Regions from separate parts of the Sus scrofa genome. Here region 1 is linked to region 2. A link is a contact called in public targeted proximity ligation data. All regions are on one chromosome and are shown on one strand. The core of a region is the stretch at or near the end of the contact, and the rest is flanking DNA. Distances in the headings are between cores, read along the strand shown.

What was found.
Region 1: a contact with region 2 is called in a targeted proximity ligation map of skeletal muscle. A contact is called at or near these places in 2 of 47 Hi-C or Micro-C datasets (fetal skeletal muscle and retroperitoneal adipose tissue) and 2 of 2 datasets of targeted methods (alveolar macrophages and skeletal muscle).

What each region holds. Positions count from the first base shown.
Region 1 is chr3:93,263,121-93,266,485 of Sscrofa11.1, reverse strand. No RefSeq gene overlaps it. Among named protein-coding and RNA genes, the nearest start is that of EPCAM, 80 kb to the right of the region's middle.
Region 2 is chr3:93,528,025-93,531,498 of Sscrofa11.1, reverse strand. All of the region lies in intron 8 of TTC7A (tetratricopeptide repeat protein 7A), which reads left to right. Among named protein-coding and RNA genes, the nearest start is that of TTC7A, 62 kb to the left of the region's middle.

The DNA of each region.
Region 1 (3,365 bases), core at 801-3,300, 260 kb after region 2:
AAGAATGAGACTAATTCCTAATCCAGGATGCTGAGTGCTCCCAAAGAAAGTCATTTGGGACTTTCCTAGTGAGTGCTCCATGACAGAGCCACACCCTCTACTTTTTCTCAAGCCCCATATGTCTTTTTTTCTCCCCAACTTCATTGGGGGGGATTGTGTCCTAGACTATTTGGGGATCATATGTGCTAAACTCTATGCCTGGTATGTGATAGATGCTCAATAAATGTGCAATGAAATGAAGCAGGAGAAAGATAAATAAGATTTGGACCCTGTCTTCCAAAAGTTTACATTTTTTTTTTCTGTCTTTTTAGGGCTGCACCTGTGGCAGATAGAGGTTTCCAGTCTAGGGGTCCACTCGGAGCTATAGCCATCAGCCTACACCATACCCACAGCCACGCCAGATCCAAGCAGCTTCTGTGACCTACACCACAGCTCACAGCAATGGCGGATCCTTAACCCACTGAGCGAGGCCAGGGATCGAACCTGAATCCTCATGGATTCGTTTCCACTGAGCCACAATGGGAACTCCCAAAAGTTTACAATTTAGTGGGAGAGAAAGGATAGGTACATAACTACTATATGACAAAGCACCACAGATAACTGGTATCAAAAAAGGGCCAAGGAGTGTATCCTATATAGGAGGACAGAGCTGAGAAAACTTACTCTGGGCTGAAAAAGTGAGGGACTGCTTCGTGAACGAAAGGAATAGAGTTTGAGGCAGGACCCTGAAGGAAGAGAAAGATTTGGAGGCAATGGAAATGGTGTTGCCATAGGGGCAAAGGGGAAGGGCCACTCCTAAGAGGAAAACCAGGTCAAGTTAGGTTCAGAAAAACATGAGTAGATTTAGTGTAGCTGGAGAGCAGATTCAAGCAGAAGCGCATACATGCATCCTAAGTATGTTGTGTGGCAAGACTGTAGAAGCTTTGAATTCAAGAGGAGAAGAAATTTGGATCAGAGGCTAGTGAGGGTATTTGAGCAGCAAAGGGAGGTGAAATGAATGCTGTGAGGTGTGGAAAGATAGTCTTGGGGAGACAGACAGGTAAGGAACAAGGTAAGTGGTCAATCTTGCTGAGAGGTCATGTGCCAGCCCAGAGCCAGCCAGAGCCAAGTCTTGGGCAGAGAGACTGACTTTCCATTTCTTTCTTTCTTTCTTTCTTTTTTTCTTTTTTTTTTTTTTTTTACAGAATAAAATACATATATTTAAACAATTACATTCACACTGATTATTATATCATGGATCTTAAGAAACATATTAAGTGACTCCCTATGGAGAAGTGGAATGGAAAATATGCTGAGACAAATAGGAAATTTATTCTATACTTTATCCCATTTTGTATGGCTTTCATGTTTATTATTTAGTATTATCTATTACATTTCAATTTTTCTTTAAAAATTAGCATTATATTAAAATTGTGTGTATTATGCAACTAAAATTTATAAAGAAGAAAGCCTTATATACCATTAAATATTTTATATAGCATAATAAAAATAACTGGTAAGAATAACAAAATCCATTTCTTTCTTTTTCATTCATTCAAATATTGACTGGTCCCAACCAGGCCCCGCACAGACAAACAGGTAAAGAGAACAGACACCTTCCCTCCTTTCCCAGGCCCAGGACACTACTCTTGGCTCAAGCGCCCAGCCCCAAGATTTGGGGCCAAGCGGGTCAAGGGCGAGGACCGGGTGTGGGGGGAAGTTGGCTCTGATCTGTCACCTGCAGCTTCTTTCCACAAAACCTCTACTCCCAGGCCCAAGTCCTCCGGTCACAGCCTAGCCAGACCTCCGCGCCCGCGCCGGCCACACCTGGAAAAGAAGGAATTGCGGGAAAAGGGGGTTGGCCTATGGAGGGGGTGGTACAACCGGAAACAGGGCTGGGCGGCGGGGGAAGGGAGCAGAGGATGGCTGAAGGATGGCCTGGGAAGGCGCTTCCCTAGGACGCCTGCACACGCCCAGAGGCTGGGCGAGCGCTTGGGCGGTGGGGCTGTGGGCTATGGGGAGCGGAATCGACCACGAGGGAGGAGGGGGAGGCCAGACTCCGGCGCGCCGAGCGGGTCCTATGCGCCCCCTGCCGAGCGCCGGCCTCCGCTGCACGCGCGGCCGCCGCCCCTGCGTGCGGGGACCCGGACCCCGCGGGCGGCTGGCACACCCCGGGAACCTCGCCGCCCGCTCAGGCCTCTCTCCGCGTGTCTGCAGTCTCTGCGCTCCTTCCTGGAAAAAGAAGGTGGGAAGCGGAGCCTTTTTTGTCATAGAAATAGAGGCGCTCCCGGAAGTGCCCTAGCCTAAAGAATGTTAGGAGCTGGCCTTACCAGGTGCTTGAAATTCTACCGTTAGAGATTCCATTCTTTGGAGGGGTGGAGTGCTGACATCCGCAACTTTTATTGGATAGTTTAACGCTGAGGATTTACCAGATATGCCTGGGGAGGGTCTTGGAAGGAGGAGGTAGTCAAAGTCGTTGATTCCTTGTCTCAGCCAAGCTTTTTATTAGTGCTCATTTGCCAGGGCCATCCTGAAGGTGACTCAGAGCCAGCAGTCGTATTGCGGCAGTGCTGGGACTGTGAAAGGCTAGTTTCTCCTGCCATGCTTTGCCTTTTATTAATCGCTGGATAGTTGAGGCCCCCTCCTCCAGGAAGTCTGCCTTGACTTTTAGGGGTATATATGGTTACAGGCAAAGTTGGTATCTTTCAGTTGAGCAGGCCACCTTCTTGGTTTATTTCCCATGAGTTCTGTCTGGTTTCTCCAGGCTCATTCAATGATTAGGGCCAGAAAACCCTCATCAGCTGTGGCACTTCTCTAAAGGAGAAGAAGAATATAATCTAAAGAGAACAAACGAGCCGATTTCCTGACCAATCAAGGATAAGCTCATGCTGTCCTCAAGGACCATTTGCATCTGGTCCCATGTTACATATGGCCTTCATGAGCATCCACCATGGACAGTCTGTTTTCCAGAGAGTAGCCAGGAGTCCCATAAGATCATGAATGCTCATAAATTTAAGTTAGATGGTCTCTCTTCTCAAATCCTTGCAATAGCTCCCCATCTCCCTTGGGGTAAAAACTGAAGCTTCCATCCTGGCTTGAAGGTTCAAGGTGCTCTGGGCCCCGCTGCTTACTAATTTCTTTCTTTCTTTCTTTCTTTCTTTCTTTCTTTCTTTCTTTCTTTCTTTCTTTCTTTCTTTCTTTCTTTCTTTCTTTTGCTTTTCGGGGCCACACCTGTGACATATATGTGTGTGTGTATATATGTATATATATATAATTTTTTTTTTGCTTACTAATTTCTCAGAGCTCCTCTCCTAACAGCTCTTCCCCTCACTTGCCACTACGGCCATATTGGCCTCTTTGCTGCTGTCCCTTAAACTCATCAGACA
Region 2 (3,474 bases), core at 914-3,413:
CCGGGTACCAGCAGGGTTTTCTTCATCTCCCTTTTATGCTGTTGGATGTGGCTGCAGCTGATAGGGAGAAGCGGCTAGACGCAGGCGGCTGCCTTGGCTGCTCTTTGGGTTCTCGTAATCCTTGCAGAATTCATTATCCCGCAGGAAAAGCTGTTCCAGCCCTACCCGCGCAGGAGGCATAATCATCGCAGCTCTCCACCTCTGGGGTCTCCAGAGCAGCTGCTGCAGGAGAGGGTGTCTGTGGGTTTCCTGAGCGCGTCAGCCCCTGTTTTATGGTGTAGAACTCAAGGGAAGAAGTGCATGGGGTCTGGGTGTGGACCTGGTCCTAACGTAGGTAGAGCGTTTGTTTTGTGCTCAGTGTGATTGGAATGAACAGGGAAGTCCTTGTCTTTCAAGAGGTAAAGAGAAGCCCCTGCAAATGCTTTCACCGAAATGCAAAGGCCGTGCGTTACTGCTGGCCAAAGGATACTTGTCTTTTGGACCCAGTTGTGAGTTTGGGGGACCAAAAGGACATGTAAAAATGCCCACCCGCCTACCCACCTACACATCTCCCCATCTATCCAGTTTAGTCTGAGCAGCGACAGTCTGCCAGCCGCTCGGCGCTGGAGATACGATGACAAACAGCTAAATCATAGCCCTTGTCCCAGATGTCCCCCCACCTAGTGGAGTGTGTGTGTGTCTAGGGACATGGAGGAACTCTTGGTCCCCAACTCAGAAGGAAATATTTCAACCTGATGAAACCCACATGCGTAGTTTCATTTTCAAAAGAACCGTGTATCAAAATCAGCCTGATTTTCTCAGTTGGGTAGCCAGGAGGTACAGGATTCTGCCATTTCTAATTTTTCTTTTCTTTTTTTTTTTTTTTTTTGTCTTTTAGGGCCGCACCTGCAGCATATCCAAGTCCCAGGCTAGGAGTCAAATCAGGGTTGCAGCTGCTGGCCTGTGCCACAGCCACAGCAACGCCGGATCTGAGCCACATCTGTGACCTACATCACAGCTCACAGCAACACTGGATCATTAACCCCCTTAGAGAGGCCAGGGATCAAACCTGTGTCCTCATGAATGCTAATCAGATTCGTTTGCACTGAGCCATGACAGGAACTCCTTATTTTTTAAATTTATTTTTATTCTTCATTTTATGACCATAGTGTGCTGGGCTTGATGTGGGGTCTTAGGTCCCAGACCAGGGATTGAACCTGGGCCACAGTGGTGAAAGCACCTGATCATAACCACTAGACCACTGGGGAACTCCTATCTGAAATCTTGATCTAAGGCATAAAAAATAGGTGCTACAACAAACTGAATCCTTGGGGCCTTGTTTCATTAGCCAGAGGAGAAGTTAGTGCTGGTGCTTGGCAACTGAAAGGACACCAAGGCTCAGCTCGAGTGAGGCTGGGTGGGTGGTGAGCCTCTGGGCCTTGGCATCCTGCAGATTAACAGACTGACCTCCAAGGCCAAGGGCAGGCATCCAGTGATTTGAATCTTGACTTGGCCATTCACAACCTGTCTAGCCTGGGCACGTTCCTTACCTCCCTGATCCTCAGCTTTCTCATCGGTAAAATGGAGCAAATAGGGTCTCTCCTGAATCAGGTCTCTCTTGCAGTGATGGGGTGGCTGGCATAAGGAAATGAATGTGAAAATGCCTGGTACATTGTGGATGTTCAGTGCGTATTCATTTCATCCTGTTAAATACTTGGTTCTGACTCAGTCATTTTATTTGTCTTTTGTCTTTTTAGGATTGCATCTGCGGCACATGGAGGTTCCCAGGCCAGGGGTCTAATTGGAGCTACAGCTGCCGGCCTACACCACAACCACAGCAACACCAGATCCAAGCCGCGTCTGCGACCTACACCATAGCTCATGGCAACGCCAGATCCTTAGCCCACTGAATGAGGCCAGGGACCAAACCTCATTCCTAGTCGGATTTGTTTCCGCTGCGCCACGACAGGAACTCCATGACTCAGTCATTTTAGAAAACATTTGGGTTCAGGTCTGGTTGGGAGGAAAATTGGTTTGAGGATGCCATTTGATTTAAAAAAAAAAAAAAAAAAAAAAAAAGCTTCCTGGGCTTGATTCCATTTGGGACTTGGCGGATGAGCACAGGTTGTTCTAGCTTCTGGCACCCGGTTTGCTCTAACATGAGGCCCTGCTGTGCTGCAAAGGAAAAGGGTCAGTTAGCGCTGCCAGCTCAGGTCACTGGGGACAGTAGAGGTGGGAGAGCCTTGTGCCCTCACTGGTGGGATGATTTCTGCTTCAGGAGCCCAAGGCACAGGGGAGCAGGGCCTGGCATGGGGCTGGCCAGGGACCCTGGGAGGGTGGGACACATCACAGCATGTTATTTCTTGGCTCTGTAGACTGGCAGCTGGAGATCTGGTGATAATTATGTCTGCTGGTGGGGGACAAGTGACAGCACGGGCAGGCTCTGACAGCATCCTCCAGGGAGGGGCAAGCCCCATGCCAGATGCCGCCAGGAGGCTTCTTCCTGGGGTGATGGTTGTTGGGGGGTGAGTGGCAGACCCTGAGGCTGGTTCTTGACCAGATCAGAGGCAGTCTCCAAGGACAGGGCTGAGCAGAGCCCTGGACACATGTCCAAGGGGCTTGTTCTCCGCAGAGAAGCAGCATCTGGTGCCTGAATGAGAAAGCCCAGCCTTATGTTTTGCTTTGGTGCTTCCCTAGGCAGAGCCATCCCAGGCCTCTGGTGGCATGAACGGAGGCACTTAGAGGCAAGGGAAGAGCCAGAGTGAAGTCAGAATGTCTGTGTTCTAGTCAGGGTCCTGAACCCCCTGTTTGTATGCCTCAGGGAGCCTCCCTGGTCTGTCTGGGCCTCGGTTTTCTCATCTATAAAATCGGACAATAGAACAGGAGCTGGTCGTTGTATTATGAGATACCACTTAGAAAGTGCTCCGCAAGTTGGTTCCCTCCTCCTACCCTGTTTGTTTGCAGGATCAGAGAGGAGAGACGAGGCTGGGCAAAGTGAAGGTCAGTGCCGTCCAGGGCCCTGCAGCCAGCGTTGTCAGAAATGGGGCTGGCAGAGGAGGCCCAGGAGGCTGCAGGTACTCAGGGCAGCGGAAGCTGCCCTGGACTGGCCGCCGGAGGGTTCAGTCTTAATTCCTGGGGACCTTGCACAAGTGTGTTCATCCCCTGGGGCTCGGTTTCCCCATCTGCAAAAGGGGCATCCGTGATTTCATCCCGCCCCTCTGTGGGGTTACTGTGAGGCCAGACGAGATGCCGGCCGTGGTAACTCAGCTCCTAAAACGCATGGCACACGCATAAGGAATGGCTATTTGAGCCAGAACCACCCTGCCTGAGGAGTTTCACATGGGCTGGCCGGCTTTAGGGAATGGAGGTGTTCCTTGTGGGTGTTTTCTCGAGGCCCCATGTTTGCTTCATGGATGGAGAGGCCCAAAGACAATGGGTCATGCTGAATCGTGGGGGGATGAGGTGGAGCATGTTTGGCTTTTCTTTGGCTTTTCC